4 separate regions of the Mus musculus genome follow, and all the other regions are linked to region 1. A link is a contact called in public Hi-C and promoter capture Hi-C data. All regions are on one chromosome and are shown on one strand. Each heading gives the region's core, a stretch centred on a gene start, on an enhancer-like site or on the middle of the called end of the contact. The rest is flanking DNA. Distances are from core to core; before and after follow the strand shown. Region 1 holds the start of Dicer1 (dicer 1, ribonuclease type III). Region 2 holds the start of Gon7 (GON7 subunit of KEOPS complex). Region 3 holds the start of Vrk1 (vaccinia related kinase 1). Region 4 holds the start of Papola (poly (A) polymerase alpha).

Region 1 (2,880 bases), core at 240-2,739:
ACAAATATAGTATATATATCATATATGTATGTGCCAGGGCTTTGGCATGTAGCTCAGGCTGGCCTTGATCTGTGATTTTGCTATGGTAACCTCCTCCTCCTCATGCTGGGATAGTCCAAATCCATTTTTTTTTTTGAAAGACAGCCGAGGATGTGGTGCACGCCTTTAATCCCAGTGCTTGGGAGGCAGAGGCAGTTGGATCTTTATGAGTTCAAGGCCAATTTGGTGTACAGAGCAAGTTCCAGGACAGCCAGAGCTATACAGAGAAACATTGTGTCGAAAAACAAAACAAAACAAAACAAAACAAAACAAATGGACCATATTGCCTCCAAGTTAAAGGTAAAGAAATCAGAAACATCTGCTAATGGACAAGGAGTTAGTCTTTAAAAAAATATCTTTTTTTTTTCCCGAGACAGGGTTTCTCTGTGTAATAGCCCTGGCTGTCCTGGAATTCACTCTGTAGACCAAGCTGGTCTCGGACCCAGAAATCCGCCTGCCTCTACCTCCCAAGTGTTGGGATTAAAGGCGTGCCCCACCACGCCCGGCGTGGCACACACGTTTAAACCCAAAAATTGAGAGGCAGAGGCAGGCGGAGTTTGAGGACAGCCTGGTCTACATAGTGAGACCTACTTTCGAAATAACAGTAATAAAAAAATTGAAACAAATGACACTAGTATTTATTCAAATAAACAAATCACTTGCACTTATTAAAGATTAGCCTTAATTTGGAGAGGTAACAACCACTACGTGGGACTGTTGGACATAGTTCAGACGGACAGGTAAGCGCTTCCAGTGGCTGAGAGAAGCCCGGGGCTAGAAGCGTCCATCCCTCACCTGGAGTACCAGTCTATTCCGGAGTCTTTTTCCAAGATGCCTACACGGAGGTGGGGGAGGGTCCTACACTAAGATGGTTTTCTTTAAGTCGGTCTCTTTACTCCTCTGATCTCAGCAAGAAGACGCAGCAGAAAGCTCAGCCTTATAAAACCAAGTTTGCACGCCGCGGGCATTTTCTGGTTATTCAAGTTGGTTTTGAGGGCTGCCCAAAGAGATCAGTTCTTTGGACCAAAAGAGCGGTGCAGCGGGGCTTGCGGATGGGGGCGATGTGTGCCATCATCAGGAAGGGAAAGGAGCCGGGAGCTGGGACTGCGTAGCCCCAGCGGCGCGTTCAGGATTCCGGCCGGCCGGCAGGCTGGCTGACTGCGTTGCAGAGCTCGGTCTTCGCATTGGGCCTCCGACGCGGCCTCGGCCCGAGTCTGCTGTCTCCCGGCTTCTGAGTGGCTGGGGGGCCGGGGTTAACCTTTCACCTCCGCGCTCCGTCCAATCACAGGACGGCTTTCATGCGGCCGCGGGGCGAGCGAGCGAGGGGGCGCGGAGCGGCGGCGCGACGCCGGTGGGATTCTCCAAGCCGCTGTGCGCCGTCGCCGCGGGCCGAGCGCGGGCTGCGGGCGAGCAGGGCGCTGCGCAGTCTCCGCAGGCGCGGGCGGGAGGGGTCGGGGCGCGGCGCGGTGCGGCGCGGGCGGCTCCGGGCCCAGGTGAATGGAGTAACCTGACAGCGGGAACGAGACGACGGCGAGCGGCAGGAAATGGCGGCGGCGGCGGCGGCGCCGGGCGGCACCGGGAGGCCTGGGCTGTGACGCGCGCGCCGGAGCGGGGTCCGATGGTTCTGGAAGGCCCGCGGCGCCCAGTGCTGCAGGTGAGGCGGGCTCCCTGCTGGGCCGCTTTGTGTCCGGGCCCGGGGGACGGCGATGCCCGGCCCGCCTCTTGCGCGAGGCCCGCGCGGGCGCCGGGAGCAGGCCGCGACGCCGAGCCCGGGCAGAGAACTGTCCACGCGGGCCTCTCCGCACCCCCGCCTTAGGAGGAGCGGCCTTTGACAGGTCCCGTTCCGCGTTCGAAGCCCGGGAGAAGACAGGAGGTATCCACGCGGGCCGGCGTCTCGGGAGCGACCCGGGCCTGCCAAATGGCGCGGGACCCCTGGATGCCTCCGAGGATCTGGAGGGGGACAAGGCCTCAGCGAGGTGCGGGCTGGAGCCCTGGGAAGGACTGTTGTGTGTTTATTGGCAGGTGACCAAGGCTGGCCCTAGGGGGTGGGTGGCCCAGGCCATGTTTTGTGCCCCTCCCCTTTTAGGTCGTCTGGACCTTGCGAAGAAGGGTCTTTGCTTAAGGGGCTTTCGTTCAGCCAAATCTGTGTGCATCTCCAGCCAGCACACCAAATTGGTGTGGATTGCCTAGCAGAGATGAGCTGCCCTTGTGACTTTGCCTTCAGGACAGAGCCAGTGTCCTGAAGACTTGCCCAAATGGATGACTGGGAGTCTATGATCTGTAATAGTCCTTGCTTTTATGAGTAGACTTGTGATTAAAGGGTTAGTTACCGATATATGATGCCCTAAGTATTATGGTGATCAAGTGTTGAAAGACGTCATCGGGTGAAAGAGACTTACTTGGGAGTTCGCTCCTGAGTTTCTGAATCTTTGATTGTTAGTTTTCTGAGGAACCTCACTGTAAGTCAGTAGGAAAGGATGCAGTTCAAGAGTTAAGCAACTTGAGATATGTTTTTCAAACCTGTTGTAAAGTAGGATCGCTGAGTTGGAAATTCATTGGTATAAACATTTTAAGTTTTCTAGGCAAAAATTTTCATGGTAACCAAGGACCTGAAATGTAACCGAAAGGTGAATACTGGGTGAGGCTTGTAGCAAGCAGTAGTTTGGGTGTTTTTGGAAATATCTTTTTGATATCTTTGGGGACTGAGTTCTGGAATAATCTGTTTCACTTTTCAGGCTACCTGTGAAACATGCAGTGTGTAATATAAACAGTGCACAATATCATGACTGGAGTGTATTTTATAGAACTGTCAGCACCAAGGGCTGCTTTTAGTGATCAATG
Region 2 (2,880 bases), core at 163-2,662, 2.0 Mb after region 1:
CATTATTTAGGGAAGGGAAGCTGGGGGAAGGGTAGCCCGGCTCCTGGGCTGGAGAAGTCTGGGAAAGTGGATTGGGTATGTCTGCCAGGAGAGTCCCGGAAGGGACAGAAGGGCAGGGAGAACCAGGAGGCCACCATCGGCTTTGATATGTTAAATAGGCACAACAGCAGAGTCCAGGGTTTGAAACCTAACAATGATCCTCCAAATTTAAATACCAGCGACCATGCTGTGACTACTTCTGGGATACAAGATTTATTCAACAATTTTACAGTGCAAACCCAACTTGGTCAACGAAGACAACTAGTATTATGACTTCAGTCCACGCCACACCATAACTCCAAGTCCCTTCACTCCTACCCCAGTCTCCCACTCCACCCATGGGCATAGTTAGCCTGTTTCCTTCCACCAATTCTCATCCTTGTTGTTAAGTTTCCTTCCTACCCACCCTTTTCCACGTTAGTACTTAAATGTACAGTATGCGTCACTAAACACTACATCTCAGCCCCTCAAACTCTCTCGTTCAAAAGGTCCCACAAATGCCAAACAGATCCTTTTCTCCTCTTGGCTTTCCAGTCCCCAGAGAGAGGGGATGTCACATAGCACATACACACGAAACTTCATTTAACCAGAAAGGGGGTGAGGTGGGGGCAGCTAGCAGTTAAACTAGACTACAGGAGTGTCCGGAAGCCGAACCTCACCGGAAGATTTTCAAAGCCGGCCCACTTTCCCTTTACTTTTCCCCATCTGGTCCCTAATTAAGATTCTTGGGCGGTGGGAGAAGTGGAGCGAAGAATATCTGGGTTTGAGAGATCACGAGAACAACCTCGTGAAAAGCAGGCCACCAAGAGGCGACAACTGGAGGACCGGAGCCTGCAGTGTACCATCAGCGGAACCGAGGGACAGCCCTGGTGGCGACAAGCTGAGGATGAAATGGCAGCCGGGCCGGGGCTGTAGAAGCACAGAGTAAAGGGCCGCCGTGAGTGGGCCCGGCCGCGGCCAGCGGGAAACAGACAGGACGGCGGGAGCAGCCGGGCCGCGCGCACCTGCGAGTAGGAGCACTTCTCCGAGTCGCTGCCGCCCAGGACGGCGCACGCCTCATTCTCCAACTCCTCGTCTTCCTCGAGCACGTCCACCAGCGACACCACGGGCTCCAGCTCCGCCTGGCACTCGGTGGGGCTCTCGGCTCCGGCCATCCTCAACTGTCACCGGGCTCCGCTGCGTGGGCCCAGGAGGAGGCGGGAAAAGTGGCCGCCGCCAGGGGCGTCGCGAGAAGGCGGGGCCCCGTGAGGAGGCGGAGCCCGAGCACCAGACAGCCAATCCTAAGGAAGGACACGGAAGAAAATGGGCGGGCCAATTTCGGGAAATCGGAAGTCATTCCTCCTCCTCCTCGCCTCTCCCGCCCGCCCCGGCCGCAGGCTGGCTTCCGCTTCCGGGTGGCGTTTCTCCGAGGCGCGCTGTTGAAGCTGAGTGGTCGCCATGGAGCTTTCGGGCGAGTACGTCGGTTGTGACGGGGAGCCGCAGCGGCTACGAGTGTCCTGTGAGGCGTCGGGAGACGCGGACCCTCTCCAGAGCCTGTCGGCGGGCGTGGTCCGGATGAAGGAGTTGGTAGCGGAGTTCTTCGGGACCCTAGTGGAGCAGGACGCGCAAGGCTTGGCGGAAGATCCGGACGACGCTTTGGATGGTGAGCGCGGGGGCGGGGCGCCGGGGGACACTGGCGGGACCGGGCAGTGTGAAGGGCAGGCTAGAGAAGGCGAGCCCCGGAGAAGAGGAGCAATCGCTTCTAAAAATCCTTAGAACTCGCTGCCCTCTTTGTCTGATATCCCACCGCCCCCCGTTTTTGCGACTTTTCCCACCAAAAAAAAAAAAAAAAACCGTGGCGAGCGTTGGACTAGGGACTGGTCAACGGACGAAGTCAGCTTGACTCCCTTGCAAAGAACGCAAAGGATTAAGATAGGCAGAGAAAGTGGCGGTCTGTAACCATTGCTAGCTGGCACGAAGACCCGAAAGGGCGGGAAGGTAGACCTGGTTGTTGAAAAACGGAAAGGAGTGAAATTAGAAACGAGAAAACGTGTTTGACAGAATGAGGAGAGCTTCGAATGACCGAGGCCCACTTTGTTTTAGGGAATCTTAACCCTCTCAGTTTTGTAGCTATTGTTTCGAAAGTAAAAGAGTTCTTTTTAGTTTAGCTTTTTGGTATTCTTAAATTAATTGATCGTTTCATTCATGTATTAATGCATTCAGGTCATGGTCTCTATCCCCCGCTGAACCCTTCTCGACAGGGCTCCTCGCCTTTCTTTCCGGCCTTTTTTTGTCACTGGATTTATTTAAGGATATTTGTATGATATTTACTGGAACTAGGGCAACACAGCAGTGACTAGACCACTGAAGAAAAACAATGACTCCCCCGCCCCCCATTAACCGCCAACCGCTCCTCTGAGAGGGGTGGCGCCTCATGAGCCCCCCCCTTCCTTGATGGAATGTTTACGTTGCCATCTTGTGCTGCCAGAGTTTAAGGGCTATATAATGTCCGAAAGCACTACAGCCCTTCCCGTCCTCTTACTTTCTCTCACCCCCTCTCCTGTTGTAGAAATTAACTGTTAATTTTGGTGGCTTGGGGTTTGTTTGCTTTTAAAGATGGATGTTTACCTGCATGCTTGTCTGTACACCTCTTATGTGCAGTGCCTTCGGAGGCCAGAAGAGGGCATCAAATCCCCTGGAACCAGAGTTACAGATAGTCAAGAGGGTGCCTCGTACATGCAGGGGAAAAGTAGGTGGTGCTCTTAACCACGGAGCCATCTCTCCAGCCCTAGCTCTGTTAATAGGAATAAAATTATTTTGTAGACATTGTCACCATGTAACGGTTAAACCAGCCTCGCTTTG
Region 3 (2,880 bases), core at 212-2,711, 1.3 Mb before region 1:
CACATCAACTCCACCATCTCATTTGTTTAACAAATAAACACTCATCATCTCTGCTACGCCAGGCATAAGCAGCAGCCATTACAGTTATCAAAGTGATATCTGTACTGGATACTAGTGCTGTACGGAATCCCTAACGCCTAACACACTTGTTATCCACCTCAATCCATGCTCCTGTTAGCTCGGTCTCCATCAGCAAGGCAGCGCTGCAGTGTCTGCCATCTGTGGTAGCACAACGGGGAAAGCCATTTTTAGTGATGTCCACTTACATTCCTTTTTCCAGGTAGATGAACATTATCTTAATTGCCCAGATGCTTAATTCCAGTCAGAACTGTAAATTAAATTTCCCCAAACAGTATAATCGACATGTCACAAAAAAAGTGACATGCCTTTCCCCTGAACTCTTAAGCCGGGGTGGGGGTGGCGCAAGTCTAGTCCCAGCACTCAGTAGGCAGAGGCAGGAGGATCTCTTGTTGAGTTCAAGGCCAGCCTGGTCTACAGAGCAAGTTCCAGAACAGCCAAGGCTACACAGAAAAAAAAAAAAAAAAGAAAGAAAGAAAGAGAAAAGGAAGGAAGGAGGAAGGAAGGAAGGAAGCAAGCAAGCAAGCTGTCTTGAAAATCCAAAATAATAATGATGATAAAATGCTGATCTACATCTTTTTTCACTGTTTTGAATTCCAGACTCAATAGATGGTCAATTCTAGTTTCGTTTTGTTTTTTTGTTTCTTTTTTTAAAAAAGGAAAGCAACGAAGCTCTTCAACGACCCGCTAAGTTTAACCACCACCTTCCCAAAGGCAAAATCGCGTTTCCAAATTGCTCCAAAAGCGATGAGGGACGGAAAGGAAGAACACACGCAGACGTAAAGAATGGTTAACGTCAACGACAAAAGAATAAACGGGTAACCCGACCAGGACTGGCGTGTGTCCCCATCTCTCAAGGACTCTGGCGCAGTTCTACATCTAAGGCGACCTAGCCTGGAAACGGTCGGAAACAAACTTTGGCGCTGGGCTGCAGACCTGTTTGCTGCCTCTGAAGACACTGCACCGGGAGCCCGGTCACCGGCGGTGGAGACCTGAGGAGCAAGCTTGGAAGGAAACGAGAAGCTGCCGGCCGCGGCTGTGCCCCGAGGCCTCACCTCACCAGTGCTAAGGAAGTGGCAGGCTCGGCCGGTCCAGGTCCCCGTCCCCGTCCCCGTCCCCGCCACCCTGGTCCCGGCTAGGCTTCGGGCGGCCTTCTAGAACCGGGCTTCCGGCAGCTCCGCGATCGGGCAGAGAAGCGAGGATTCCCGGGCAGGCCGGACCCAGCCGCGGCGCCGCCCTGAAGCAACACCGGACCTATAGTCCCGCCACCACCCCACGGCTCCCTACCCAGAGCGGCCAACTCGCGGTCCACAGCGTAGTACGAACTTCCCGCCGCTTCCCTAGACTCGCGACCTACCCACGGCGCCGTCCCCTCCACACCCCGTAGTACAGAGCCTTCCCGTTGGCTGCGAACGGCGGGGGAGGCGGGGAAAGAGGAAGACCGCGCTTCCCTGTCACCTCTCCGGACATGCCGGGAATTGTGGTCCTTACGCTTGCTCCATGCTGGGAATTGTAGTCTTTGAACCTCCAAGAGGCGAGATGGGGGCGTGTTCCTCTGAGCACAAGGGCTTCTGGGAAGTGTGGTTTGCAGCCCGCTTGCTGTTTTACATGTTACTGTGGCTCTCAAAGCCTTAAGAACCGAAATAAATATAACCAGTACTCACTGTTGCTTGATTTATTAAACGGTTAGACAAAGAGACTCATTTCAAATATCCGAAGCGCGTCTCGGTGTTTACTTAACCCACCGCAGTATTTGAGCTACTTTTGTCAAACATCAGTTTTCTTTGTTTCACCATCTCCTTCCTAGAGGTTGGAAGAATGAGCTTCAAGCTGCACTTTGGATCTGCAGCTTCTGAAGCCCTAGAAAAGGCCTTGGGTTCGGTGCTGTTCTTGTTATTGCTATTGTTTTACCAATTTGATTTTTTTTTTTTAATTTTTGGTTTACTAACAACAGCTGAGTTAAAAATGTGAGCCAACACTCCTAGCCTGTGTTGTTTCTTTTCTTTCTTTTTTTTTTTTTTTTTTGGAGGGGGGGCAGTTTCGAGACAGGGTTTCTCTGTGTAGCCCTGGCTGTTCTGGAACTCACTTTGTAGACCAGACTAGCCTTGAACTCAGAAATGCGCCTGCCTCTGCCTCCAAAGTTCAGGGATTAAAGGCGTGCGCCACCACACTCGGCTTGCCTGTGTTGTTTCTTAAGGTGGATCTTAAAACACTGTATGAGCTTTAGTCCCTACGAAATCTGAGTTGTTGCCCAGTGTGCAGTTCAGCATTGATCTTCATATCTTGAATTCACCGTCCCAGGTACCCACACCTGCTCCAATTTCTTTCCTATTTTGCCGTCTGCCCCATAGAGCAGATCCACAAAACAGCTGTACTGCATGCCCACTGCTCCCAGACTTCTGCTGAGTTTGATCCATGATGGAGCCTGAGAATGGAAGAAAAAAAGGAAAGTCACCTAACGACGATCACACACACATACACGAACAGCTAAGTCCCTTAGCTAAGGGTCACTTCAGCTGGGCTTTCCACAAGTCTGCAATGAGAACATGCCATGATGATTGTGTTGTTAGGACTAGAGCTAGTAACACACTGGCTGCCCCCGAGTCACAGGTTACTGTTTCATCCTGTGTGGCTCAGACCCCACACCTCTCTAAACAGCCTCCTGGAACATAAACCCTCCTCAACAAATCCTCTCACGGCATCTGCTTTCTGTACACACGCCGATGGAAACGCAGGCACAAGGTGAGCTCTCGATGACTATTTGTCAGCAGAGAAGCCTCAAGATTCACACATCTCGTGAGT
Region 4 (2,880 bases), core at 378-2,877, 1.0 Mb before region 1:
AGGAGGAAGGCAGGCCTGTCCTCCTCAGCCAGGCAGTCTTGGGTTTCCCTGGATTAAAAGTCCCAGTACACTCTGGATGGAGATAGAACAGCTTGTAAGAAACTGGCTATAGAGTTCAAATCCCATGAAACACACAAAAAAAAGGGGTCATGTGCATGTCCATCTGTCTTGGCTCCATTTTTTTAAACCTAAAGGAAATAGACTGAAGAACTTCAAGCATAGACCTGGACATGTGCGGTGCTCATGCAGCCTCCTTGTACCGTTCCACTTTCAGAAGTGCACTGAAATAAAAACTGCAGGAAACCTGTACTCTCCCTCCTACCTTCACTCCCAGACACAAGATAACATTTCTAATCCGAAGCCTTCCCTTTAGAGTGTGCAACCATATCTTTTTTTAAGCACTGATGTATCAGAAAAAAGTCTGGATGAGCTAATACAAGGTCATCATGTGACAACACCTCACTCACTCACATCTACTTGAACCCCACTGAAAAACACCAAACATCTTTATAGATTCTATTCTCGTGCTCCTTTACCCTTGTTCCATGAATAAGGAGTCAAAGGGAACTTTGTGGTTAATTAAGCCCAACAAATGTTATCACTACAGAAATACAGCTGACAGGTCTCTGGACTAAACATCAGGGTCGAGTAAAGCTAGCAAGCTAGTGTGTGAGAAAGAAAAGCGCATGAAATCCATTTTTAAATTAGTAAGTACAACCCTAGATCTGTCACATTGAGGCTACGTCCAAAACTGCCTCTCTTGTTTGGAAGAAAAGCAGTCGCACGACCTAAAGCCTTTTCGCCAAGATAGGTTAGTTGGAACATAAAACCCTCATCTACTTTCGAATCCCAACAACCGGTTTCCAAATATCTTTCTTAGGAGAAAAGGGGGGAGGGGGGAAATTAAGTAAAGAAAAATCACGGTCAAGTGTGTAAAGTAGACCTAGCGACATTAGAAGGCCTAAGTGAATTAGCTCAAAGCGTACACTCGCAATCACAACACAAGTGACCCAAGGGCGGGAGCGATCAGGTAGCGCGCCGAAGCCAGGTTGCCTAGTCACAACAAAGCAGGGACGGCGCCGCCCCGCAGCCCGCCGTTCCGGAAGCTGCCCCCGGGCCGCCAGCGCGGCCTGCTCCCTCCCGGCCCCGGTTCCTCACCCGCTCCGAGGGAAGCGGAAGTGGGGAACTAGGGGGCTGGACGGCGCCATGGTGAAACCGGGACAGGAAGGAACCCGGGAGCCGCGGCCCGCCAGTCCGCGCCGGGCGCCGTTCCGCTTGGGGATCCTGCGGGGGCCCCGCGCCCGAGGGGCCGGAAGCCGCGGCCCGGGGCGCCCGTGCGCCTCCCCTCCCCCTCCGCCACCCCCGGGGCCCGGCCGGCGTGCGCCTCACTCAGCACGCCAATCACTTACAACGGCATCGTCTCCGGCGCCGGCACCGCCCAGTCACTTCCCCCCCGCGACCGCTGCCGTCCTGGGCATGATCCACCGAGGCGGGAAGGACGGCAGCCTACCTCAGCCCCGGGGCCAACCCAGTCCTGCACCCGTGCCCCGCCGCTTTAAGCGCTTCTCCTCCTTCCCCTTCGTCCTAACATGGCGCCCGAGCGCTACCACAGCAACGTTCTAGAACCGCTGACGCCGCCACGCACACCGAGCGCGCGCCTGCGCGCGCGCTGCGCGACGCCGCAAGACCTGACGGGAAATGTAGTTCTCGGCGTGAAGCGGCGCTTCTCCCCCTCCCCCCCCCCCCCCCCCCCCCCGGTGATCTCACGCTTTCGTGGTAGAGCGTGGGATGGGTGCGGGAGGCTCCGAGCGAGAGGCTGTAGTTCATTCGCTTGGCGACGCCGTCCTGGCGAATGAGAGTGACGCAGCCGTGGCAGCGATGAGAAGGGGGCGCGGCCCAAGCGGGCGCCACGTGCGGGGCAGCCCAAGCGCGGGGGATGCCTGGAACCGAGAGCTGTTCGGTGCCAGTTGCACCTCCGCTGCGTGGGAGAACTGCTTTTTAAACATCGATGTGAGTGAGGACTTAAATGTGTTAGAGCCCAGTACAGAGCCTGTCCCAGAAGTGTGGCCGTGGATCCCCTCCCCTGACGATGACCCTCTGCATCTGTGTTGCCCAGACCTGTGCTTCTCATGCCAAATGTGCAGGGCAGGGGATTCCGGACCAAGGCAATAATTTAATAAAATTGACAGTAACCTTTGGGGTTTTGGCGGGTTTTTTGTTGTTGTTGTTGTTGTTGTTCTTGTTTGTTTTATAAGACAGGCTCCCATGAAGCTACTAGCCCTTAGTTTCTGATCCTCCTGCCTCCACCTCCTGAGTGTTGACATTACAGGTGTGAAACACCACTACCAATTTTATGTGATAGATTGGAATATACTTCTGGGTGTGACTATGACCTTGTCTCTGTGCTGAAGAGTTAATGCAGTTGGGCAGGTGAAGTTCGGGTTACTGGACCATACTCAGAAAAAGGAGCCATTCCTAGTATGCTGGGTTCATCTTAAGATAATGTATTTTTCCTTCCTAAAATTTCCAGCCCCTGGCACACTTCTTACGGGGTTTGGCTGGGTACACTCACCATTCTGTTCTGAGTAATCATTAGAAAGGCCCAACTATTCCTTTTCCTTCTCATAGCTTCTTGAAAGAAGCTTTTGGCCGGGCGTGGTGGCGCACGCCTTTAATCCCAGCACTCGGGAGGCAGAGGCAGGCGGATTTCTGAGTTCGAGGCCAGCCTGGTCTACAAAGTGAGTGCCAGGACAGCCAGGGCTACACAGAGAAACCCTGTCTCGAAAAACCAAAAAAAAAAAAAAAAAAAAAAAGAAAGAAGCTTTTGGAGGTCCCCTGCACTTAGGGCTTCCTTTCACTCCTAAAGCTCCCTCCCCATCC

What was found. Promoter capture Hi-C pulls out the DNA fragments that hold promoters and counts their contacts. A called contact is a pair of places that touch in the nucleus more often than the background predicts.
Region 2: a Hi-C map of CD8 T cells shows a contact between it and region 1, with 4 times the contacts expected there. The contact joins the promoter of Gon7 here to the promoter of Dicer1 in region 1. A contact is called at or near these places in 1 of 39 promoter capture datasets (liver), 1 of 484 Hi-C or Micro-C datasets (CD8 T cells) and 2 of 115 datasets of contacts at active chromatin or transcription factors (stem cell-derived neural progenitor cells and thymic regulatory T cells).
Region 3: a promoter capture Hi-C map of pre-B cells shows a contact between it and region 1, with 4 times the contacts expected there. The contact joins the promoter of Vrk1 here to the promoter of Dicer1 in region 1. A contact is called at or near these places in 5 of 39 promoter capture datasets (the C10 cell line, the HPC-7 cell line, HPC-7-derived erythroid cells and 3 more) and 2 of 484 Hi-C or Micro-C datasets (B cells and natural killer cells).
Region 4: a promoter capture Hi-C map of pre-B cells shows a contact between it and region 1, with 5 times the contacts expected there. The contact joins the promoter of Papola here to the promoter of Dicer1 in region 1. A contact is called at or near these places in 8 of 39 promoter capture datasets (the C10 cell line, hematopoietic stem and progenitor cells, hippocampal neurons and 3 more), 1 of 484 Hi-C or Micro-C datasets (CD4 T cells), 6 of 115 datasets of contacts at active chromatin or transcription factors (the 230-238 cell line, embryonic stem cells, large pre-B cells and 3 more) and 2 of 9 other capture datasets (adipose tissue and liver).

What each region holds. Positions count from the first base shown.
Region 1 is chr12:104,750,561-104,753,440 of GRCm38.p6, reverse strand. It overlaps Dicer1 (dicer 1, ribonuclease type III), which reads left to right and starts at 1,489. Exons shown (of 27, transcript NM_148948.2): 1 at 1,489-1,693.
Region 2 is chr12:102,756,342-102,759,221 of GRCm38.p6, reverse strand. It overlaps Gon7 (GON7 subunit of KEOPS complex), which reads left to right and starts at 1,412. Exons shown (of 2, transcript NM_001142938.1): 1 at 1,412-1,681. The coding sequence starts at 1,477. It overlaps Gm20604 (predicted gene 20604), which reads left to right and starts at 1,412. Exons shown (of 2, transcript NM_001142939.1): 1 at 1,412-1,681. The coding sequence starts at 1,477. Ubr7 (ubiquitin protein ligase E3 component n-recognin 7 (putative)) reads right to left here and starts at 1,247. Exons shown (of 11, transcript NM_025666.2): 1 at 1,044-1,247. The coding sequence starts at 1,193.
Region 3 is chr12:106,008,844-106,011,723 of GRCm38.p6, reverse strand. It overlaps Vrk1 (vaccinia related kinase 1), which reads right to left and starts at 1,461. Exons shown (of 14, transcript NM_001029843.2): 1 at 1,366-1,461.
Region 4 is chr12:105,783,444-105,786,323 of GRCm38.p6, reverse strand. It overlaps Papola (poly (A) polymerase alpha), which reads right to left and starts at 1,627. Exons shown (of 22, transcript NM_011112.4): 1 at 1,410-1,627. The coding sequence starts at 1,417.